Regions from separate parts of the Canis lupus genome. Here region 2 is linked to region 1. Evidence: chromatin contacts called from public Hi-C data. All regions are on one chromosome and are shown on one strand. The core of a region is the stretch at or near the end of the contact, and the rest is flanking DNA. Distances in the headings are between cores, read along the strand shown. Region 1 has its middle 19 kb from the start of SYK. Region 2 has its middle 170 kb from the start of DIRAS2.

Region 1 (4,453 bases), core at 974-3,473:
GGGGGGGCAGGTGCCGCGGGGGCCCTGGCACAGCAGCCCGTGTGCGCAGCCGGGCGGCCCCGCTCACCAACCTCAGTGATGCACATCGCAGACCCCGACCCTTATTATCAGGGGGACCACGGTTCAGAACCGACCTGTTAACTACCATCACCATCAACCACGTGCCCAGCCCAGGGCCGAAGAGTGGGCATAAGAGGGAACAGGCTTGTCAGCTCTGAATCCAAGCAGGAGAGACTCTTCCCTCCAGATACACCTGTGATGTGTGCCCCGCCCGGAAGGTGGGCCGCCCAGCCGAGAATGGGGAGCAGGTGCGGCAGCCGGGCCGCAGCAGCCAGGCCCTGCGCTACAAGCACACAAAAGTGCTTCCTGGATCCACCGTCTGACACTAACCACAGGGTCCTTGGGGCGGGATGGGGAGGGAGGGGTCCTGAGTGAAGTGACTTGGACCCCACACCCTAACCACTCAGCAGGGGGAAAACACTGGCTTCCAGCAGGGAGATCCAGAGATCTTGTTTCTCTTCCTTGGATTGTGATTTTTATTAGTGTTTCTTTAACTGACGGTAGCTCTCCTCCCAGACTGTAAGTCAGTGCCCATAAATCTTCTAACATCTTCAGAAAGGTCCCAGACACCTGTTGGATGTGGAGACCCACTGCTTGCCACCCTCCTTCCCAGGGCAGGTGGTTTCTGGCAGGTACAGGGCACCCAGCAGGGGTGTAACAGGGAAGGGAAGAGACCGGAAGGCAGCAGGTGAAGGGCATGACCAGGTTGGCATCATGTAGGTCCCTGGAGCTCCGCCCGACCCACATATGGAGCCCCCACCTCAGCCCGGCCGGGGACACGGGCATTTGTTCACCAACTGGCAGCGGGTCAGCTGGGAGGCACTGCCAGGCTGTGAATTTAGTACCAGACCACATGGATGTGGACAGAGGCCTTCTGAGGCTCAGGAGGGGATGCTGGGCAAAGAGGAAATGCAGGTAGAATTGGGACGAAGCTCACAGGCCAGACTCTGTGTTGGTGAGTCACCAAAAGCTTCTGCATGATCCCCGGGTCGTGGGATCGAGTCCTGCATCGGGCTCCTTGCGGGGGGTCTGTTCTCCCTCTGCCTATGTCTCTGCCTCTCCCTCTGTGTCTCTCATTAATAAATAAATAAAATCTTAAAAAAAAAAAAGGTTTTACACAACAGCCTATGATGTGCATAAATTCTTTAAATTGGATTTCGAGACATTAGCCATATCTAATGCTTGGCAATAGGGTGCCAGTGTGCTCTGTCATCCGACTACCGTCCACTCCAGTGAAGGCGACACTGCTTCAATCACAGGCATGTTAATAAGATCTATAAATAGCAGTGAGGGAAAGCACAAAACCTTCATCACTTCTTTTCATGCATGAAATAGAACAAGAGGTCTCTCTCTTTTTTTTTAAGTATTTTTCTAAGGCCTTCCAAGGAACGATGTTCAAACTGTGTCTCCTAATAAGACAAGATCTCATCCGAGTCTGCTAGCTGAGCCCTCTTGCAAATCCTCTCCAGATTCAGCCTTTTTCAGTGGAGACTGGTTTTTGCTGGAAGCGGCTAGATTTTGGCAGTTCCACCCAGGGAAGGCAGAGTGCAGGTATGAGCCTGCCCTGCCCTCTGCTGGACGCTCGGGCCAAGGTCAGGCAGGGAAAGTCATTGTCCCTGTTGATGAAAATCATTCAGGAACTTTGGGTGGAGAGTAGAGGGAGGCTGTTACAGTTGCACAGTCTCTCACCTTGAGAGGCAAACAGAGGAGCTCAGCGGTGCATTTGGAGCTGGAGGGACCATAAGACTTTCAAGGACAGCTCGGTTTCAGCTGGGCCTGTCCTAGTGGTGCCATCTTGGGCATGTTGGTCGACTGCTCTAAGCTTCAGCCTCCTAATCTTAGAAATGGGATAATCCATAAGAACATCCCAGGATTACAGAGGAAAATGTGTGCAAAGTGGTTTATTAGAGTGTTTAATAAGCGTTGGTTATCATTACTCCAACCTCCTTAAAAAGGCAGAAACTTGGAGCACTTGGCCAAGGGTCCCAAGATCATCTATCTGCTTAGGGACAGAGAAGGGGAAAGTCCAGGCCAGAACCTTCCACCCTCCCCCAATCTCCCGTCTTGGGCTCCAGTGAGCTCCCTGGGCTCTCTATTGCTGCCTCCACAGACACTTGGCCTTGACCGTCTGCCTGAGCAGCCGTGTCGCCCCAGCAAGGAGATGTTACCTCTCCTGGGCAGGGCAGTGGGCCAGTGGGTGCCACAGGCTCTGTTCTACAGCGACCCATGTGAAGCTAGCCCAATTCTTAGGGTGGGGAGACATTCCCATGCACCCTGCACAGTTGGTTTGGAGCAGAGGGGTCCAAGAGCAGGGACTATCAGCTGATGGAACTTACTGAACCATACAAATGTTCACTCGTTTACTTTATATTCATTTATTCACAATATTTATTAACAGCACTTGCCAAGCAAATCTTCTTGGCGCTCATGTTGATGGGGCTCCAGATGGCTTCTGCTACGCCCTCGCACACCTGCTGGGTGGACTGGTTCCCCTTTCATGTGGTTTGTCACAGCCTCAGGACTGTCTGAAACCCCCCAAGGCCTGACCAGAAGATCTGTAAAGTGAACGGTCCCTCTGTAAACAAGTGAAGCAGCTGAGAGTTCGTGTTGACTTAAACCATATGCCACCCAAGCCACATACGTGCTAGCATGGACCATCCAGGCAGGGTTGTGCTTTCAATAGATCCCATAGGCACAGTGAGCCCAGCGCCTCAAGCCCCCCCCCCCCCCCCGGCACCTGGGCATTGCACAAGGATGGATCTAAATCATCACTACTCGTGGTTTGGTTTGGAATTCCAGAAATAATCCCAGGTGGGCCACCTTCAGCCAAGTTTAATTTTTCTTGTCTCCAACTTCTCATCAGGCCATGAGAATGATAATTTTTACCTTGCAAAATAGTGGTAAGAAATAGAGACCATGAGTGTCAAGCCCCTGGTTGCCCACCTAGAATGGGCACTAAATAAGTGGTAGCCACCTGCTATCATTTCTCACCCACACAAAATAGACACATGGAGTGTGTAGCATAAGCTCATACACATATACACTGGTGCAGATAAAAACATCCATGAGAATTTCTAATTTTTTTTTAATAAAAGTTTTACTGACACTGGAGAAGAGGAGAGAATATGCACTCTTGAGATTTTAAAGGGTAAATATGTTTACTTAACCAAATGAAAAATTGAAAAGACACTGCTGTTGGGGCATGAAGACAGTGGCTTTCTCATCTCTTGAGGCAAGGGAAATATATTTTATGGAAAGGTGTAGGGATAACCACTATGTAAAAATGAGATTTAAACTTGTTTTAAGGAATAAAATCAATGTTTCCCCTCATTTGTCTTCTTTGGTATCCTGAGGAAATAAAAGAGAGATCTCATCTATGGGGATATATTTTAGGTTGGCTGACTTACATTGTTTGCAGCGTAGGACCTTATAAGCGCGCTGTAGAAATCCATTGCTCCTGACACACTTAGAAGTCATTGCCTCACCACCCCCAAAAGAAGGTGTTGTGCAGAAGCACCTGCTACTTTCGGATGGACAAGTGAAGGCAGAAGGGAGTTATGATGACTGCAACCTCATGCATGAGGTCACAGGGGCAGCCAGCCTATGATTTCAGGGGCCAGACTGTATGGTTCTAGCACTTCTCAGCTGTCTGACCTTGGGCAAGTTCCCCCATCAACCTCAGATGATGGTGCCTCAGTTTCCTCTACTGTAAAATGGAGATGATAACACCCCAACCTTATTTCAAGATTAAATCAGTTAAGACCTAGCACATCATTGCCATGGTTTTTGAAATAATGCTCTTGATTTTACTGATATTTTAAAGCCCCTTCAACTCAAAGTAGATGCCAATGCCTCGTGGAGAAGTTATTCTTGACAATACAATAACTCTCTCAATCAAGAACACAGAAAACATGTAGCTGACATCATGCTTAATGCTGACATAAGGAATGCTTTCCCCTAACTCTGGGAAGGAGATAAGAATGTTCATACTCACCAATTCTACACACTGTTGTATTAGAGGTTGTAAGTATTGCAATGAGAAAGAAAAAAAGGGAATAAAACATATTTCTAAAAAGCATAAAGATAGGAAAGGAAAAAATATAACTGCCTCTGCTTGCATGTGATGTAATTGTTTACGCCAAAAATCTTAAGGAATCTACAAAGCAATTACCATAACACACAGGTGAATTTACTAAGGTTTCAGGACACAGAGTAAATGTACAACTTGCAATTGTATACCTATATACCATTAACAAAAATTGGGCAATAAAACTCACAAGAACCTATATATTTTTATACTACTACTAAATGTTTTGAAATACATAAAGCTGTTCAGGACCCATTCACTGAAAACTATAAAACACTGCTGAAATTAAAGAGGCCTCAACTAATA
Region 2 (4,453 bases), core at 1,328-3,827, 220 kb before region 1:
CAAACATTTTCTTCAAATGGACTTGGAATGTTCTCTAGTACTGACCATATATTAGGCCACAAAATAAGTCTCAATAAATCTTAAAAGATTGAAGGGATACAAAACATCATCTCTGGTCCCAGTGGAAAAAAGCTAGACAGGAATAATAGAAGAACACAAGAAACATTCCCAAAGGTGTGGACATTAACCATTCACTACTGAATAACCACTGAGTCAATAAAAACAGAAATTAAGCAATACTTTAATATGAATCAAAAATAAAATTCAGCATGCCACAATTTGAGATGCAGCTAAAGCAGAGCTTGGAGGGAAATTTATACCTGTAAATAGATACTTTAAAAAATAAGGCAAATCTAAAATCAGAAACCTATCCCTCCATCTTAAGGGAAGAAAAAAAAAATAAAAGCAAACTAAAGTCAAAGTGAATAGGACAGAGAAAATAAAGATTAGAGCAGAAATAAATGACATGGATTAAAAAAAAACAATTCAGAAAATCAAGAAATCCAAAATTCGGCTCTTTGAAAAATATCACAAAATTAACAAAACATACATATATCAACCACAGAAAAAGAGTTTAATGAATTTTTAAGACAATTCAATAGGGAAAGAAATATTTCCTCAAGAAATGGTGCTGGGAAGCTGAAGATCCCTGCAGACCCCTTACCTTACACCACGTATAAAAATTAGCTCAAAACAAGAAAAAAAAAAATCTAAGTTTAAAGGGTCAAACTTTAAAAGTCTTGGAAGAAAACATACAGGCAAACTTTTATGTCCTTGTATTGGACAATTGCTTCTTAAAGAAGACACTAAAATCATAGGCAATGAAGCAAAAATTAGATAAGCTACATTTCATTAAAATAGAAAACTTTTGTACATCAAAGAGTACCATCAAGAGGGTGAAAATAAATATAACAGAATAGGGGAGATATTTGCAAGCTATCCATCTTAATAAGGGTTTAATTAACAGACTGCACAAAATCTCATACAACTCAACAATAAAAAGGGAAACAATCCAGCTAAAAGCTGCACAAAGCTTGAATAGACATTTCCCCAAAGAAGATCTACCAATAGCCAACAAGCACGTGAAAGAATAGTCATCAGAGAAACGCAAATCAAAACCACGCTGAGATACCACTTCATGCCTACTATGCTGGCTACCATTCATGTAAAGCAAAGTAAATAAAATAAAATAAAATAAAATAAAATAAAATAAAAGTTTTGGCAAGGTTTTGAGGAAATTAGAGCCCTCTACATTGCTGGTTGGAGTGTAAAATTGTGCAACCACTGCAGAAAAGTTTTGCAAGTTCCTCAAAACATTAAACACAGAATTACCCTATGACCCAGCAATTCCACTGCTAGGTATACACTCAAAAAATCTGCAAATAGCTCTCAGATGGATTCTTAAATATGAATGTTCATAGCAGCATATTCACAAAAGACAAAAGGTGGACCTCACCCCAGTGCCCATCAGTAGGACGGAGTCTCTGTACAGGACATGAGTCCCGTAGTTCCCAAGTCAGGACAGATGCCTCTCTGGGCCTACTCCACACAGTTAGGAGGCTTTTAAAATGTTTGTTTCAACCTTTTTCACTGACCCCAGGAGCTCGTTCAAGCTCCAGCACTGCTGGGCGGGAGCTCGGTGCTGATGGGAACGACCCCAGGCCAAGCTGATGTCCTGACAGCACCTCACATGAGGAGGCAATCCCACGGGCACGCGTGGGCCCTGTCTGTGAAGAGTCAGTGACATCAGGGCCCCTGACAGAGGCCAGTTGTAATTGGTGGCAGGTTAACGATGGGGCCTCTCCTCCAAAGGGAATAACTGATAATGATCCAGCTGGAATTATTGAGGCTCTGGTTTCAGAGGCACATCCTGAGGCAGGCAGGGGCGACCTGTTCTATTTGTCCGTAACATCAGTTTCAGCACCTGACAAGTGTAGGTGGCATTTGGAGGTGTTTTGTGCGGGGAGTGCAGGTGCTGGGCTCCTCTGCTTCCCATCATCCACATTATGGAGCCAGATCACAGGATCAGCCTTCTGGCAGCTGGCAGGAGGGAAAAGCTGGAGTAATTCTGGAAAAAAAAAAAAGAAAAGAAAAAAGAAAAAAAAACAAACAAACACAAGTATCATTAATATTTTTTTGTTCTCCTCCACGCTTTCCTAGGTGTCGGGTCTGTTTGCCAGTTCCTTGTTGTCAGTACATTTTTACGGAGCCACCAAAACTTTAGTAAGTTTCCAAATTTGTCTTTTTTTAATTTTTATTTAGATTTCTTGGCTGGAAGGGCTGCATATAAGAAGAACAAAAGTGTTTTTATGGAAAACACATTTTTATGTAACTTAATTAGGAAAAAAGCATCATATTTAATAATTGTTTAGCACAACATTTTGAACGCTAAAAAAGATTTTAAAGTGGGTTTCTCAGACTCTCAGATTTTCTTATTTCTTGGCCACTGGGTCCCATATCTCTTTGAGTCCTTAGAAAAGCCCAGAAGGGGCTGGAAGGCCATTGCAGGGGTCAGTAACGGTGAACCAAAAGCATGCTGCAGGAGAAGGGACAGACAGTCTAAGCAAGCACATGGCACAAAGGGGAAGTCCCTTTTGGGGAACTGTCATGCTGAGTCCCCTGTCTGGTCACCAGAGATGTGCAGTCTGGGTTGGGGTTATATGTCTTTTTTTTTTTATCACTCACTAAAGACCATGTCATTGTTTATGGAAACACACAATGATCCAAGCTGCTTGTGGGTGATACGGAGCAGGTCCACGCTGCTATCAGGTGCCACATGTTCAGGAAACCTAAATAGGAAACAAATGTGGTCTCGGGGGGCCCACATTGCTGGGGAGGCTGGACAGCCATCCGTGCCGCCCTGCAGGGTACCCTCTACCGCACTCACTGGCAGACACAATGTCATCTGGGTGGGGCCATCGGTGAACTAGGCCTGTGCATGTCCCAGACCCCACTGCACCCGTGGGGACCTCAGCAACTTGGGTGAGGCACCAGGGAGGCGCCAGGGATGCCTGAGACCTTGTCCATCCAGGCTGCATCTTTTCTGCTGCTAGAAGCACCACTTTTTACTACTTCCTGGTAGAATATTCCTGAGCTGTCTTGGCAATTTGAGACTTCTGTTCACACTTGCATCATAATAGGGGTTGGGGCCTTATTTTATAGACTATTTTATAGTCGGGGATCCTGTACTCAGTATTTACTAAAGACCAATAACTGTCTTTCAAAGGGTGTATACTTTCTAGTGGATTCCAGGAGCCGATGGGTCTGAAGGGCCAATGGGTGCCTCCGGCCTGTGGTGGTTTTTACCGTAGGCTCTCACCGGCCAAGTGGGAAGCTGCCAAGACCTGAAACTCCAGTAGTAAAGTGGGGTCCAGAGAGTGGGCAGCCTGGGTGGACCCTGGGAGGGTCCAGAGCATTCTGTCGATTGTGGCCCCCATCTTGTTTAAAAGGTCCAGGGTTCAGAGTTGATTGGGGCCCCCATCTGGTTTGAAATTTGGTTCAGGGTTTATACGTATGACAGGCATTCTCTACTCTTAATATCCGGGGTTGTATTATACCTGTTTCCTTCCTTATTGGGTTTTTTGTTTGTTTTGTTGTGAATTGAAGTGTTTATTTTTAAAAAGTCATAGCTTTATTGAAGTACAATTTCTATATTTAAAAAACTGCACAGTGTTAAGGTATACAATTTGATGCCCTTGGGTGTATAATATACACCTACGAAACTATTACCACAGTCAAGGTGAGAAACACATTCATCACCTCCAAAAGTTTCCTTCTGCTTCCCTTGCCATTTATTGTTTAACTTTGGGGCAAGAACATTTAACCTGAAATCTGCTCTCTTAACAAATTTGTTGGCCTACAGAATGGTCCTGTTAACCACAGGCTCCTTATCGTATCATACAGCAGATCTCTAGAACTTGGTTACCTTGCACAACTGAAACTTTTTTGAATATATAGTTTTCCCCTCCATCGTTATGCTGTTTGGTTCCGATTTGTTGCTTCCCAAATGTAGGGTGGCTGAATCATTTCCACTCCACTATTTTAAAGAAACCTATACAATCTCATGGATTTAAAATCATAGAAATAAATAGAAGAAATGGTTTTTGATGAATTTATCATTTTTATTCATCTTTCTCTAACATTATTTGAGTAAAGAAAGATGCAAATAAAATTATTTTTGAAAAAAAAATGCTTACATTACTCTTCATGGACACTTAAGAATTTCAGTGTTTCGAGTACCATACTCATGGTTAAGATTTATCAGGTAATTATGTGTAGCTCTGTATTGTTTGTTTAATACAATGCTCGAGTTACTAGGATAATTATTAACTTTCAAGTATTTTTCATGTGGATTGTTTTCCAAAAAGAAACGTCAGTTGTACTAGCGATCACTTATGTTAAGTGAGTGAGAGTAGCACCAGCGTGTATTAGATGCAAGATTACCAAGGGGGGT

Evidence for each region. A called contact is a pair of places that touch in the nucleus more often than the background predicts.
Region 2: a Hi-C map of blood shows a contact between it and region 1, with 1.9 times the contacts expected there. The contact joins two enhancer-like sites.

The regions. Positions count from the first base shown.
Region 1 is chr1:96,715,456-96,719,908 of UU_Cfam_GSD_1.0, reverse strand. No RefSeq gene overlaps it. Among named protein-coding and RNA genes, the nearest start is that of SYK, 19 kb to the right of the region's middle. Within about 2 kb of position 2,223, at least 3 of the 20 cell types and tissues checked have an H3K27ac peak or open chromatin away from gene starts, as enhancers often do. A contact at or near this core is called in blood, where this site is marked.
Region 2 is chr1:96,939,950-96,944,402 of UU_Cfam_GSD_1.0, reverse strand. No RefSeq gene overlaps it. Among named protein-coding and RNA genes, the nearest start is that of DIRAS2, 170 kb to the right of the region's middle. Within about 2 kb of position 2,577, at least 3 of the 20 cell types and tissues checked have an H3K27ac peak or open chromatin away from gene starts, as enhancers often do. A contact at or near this core is called in blood, where this site is marked.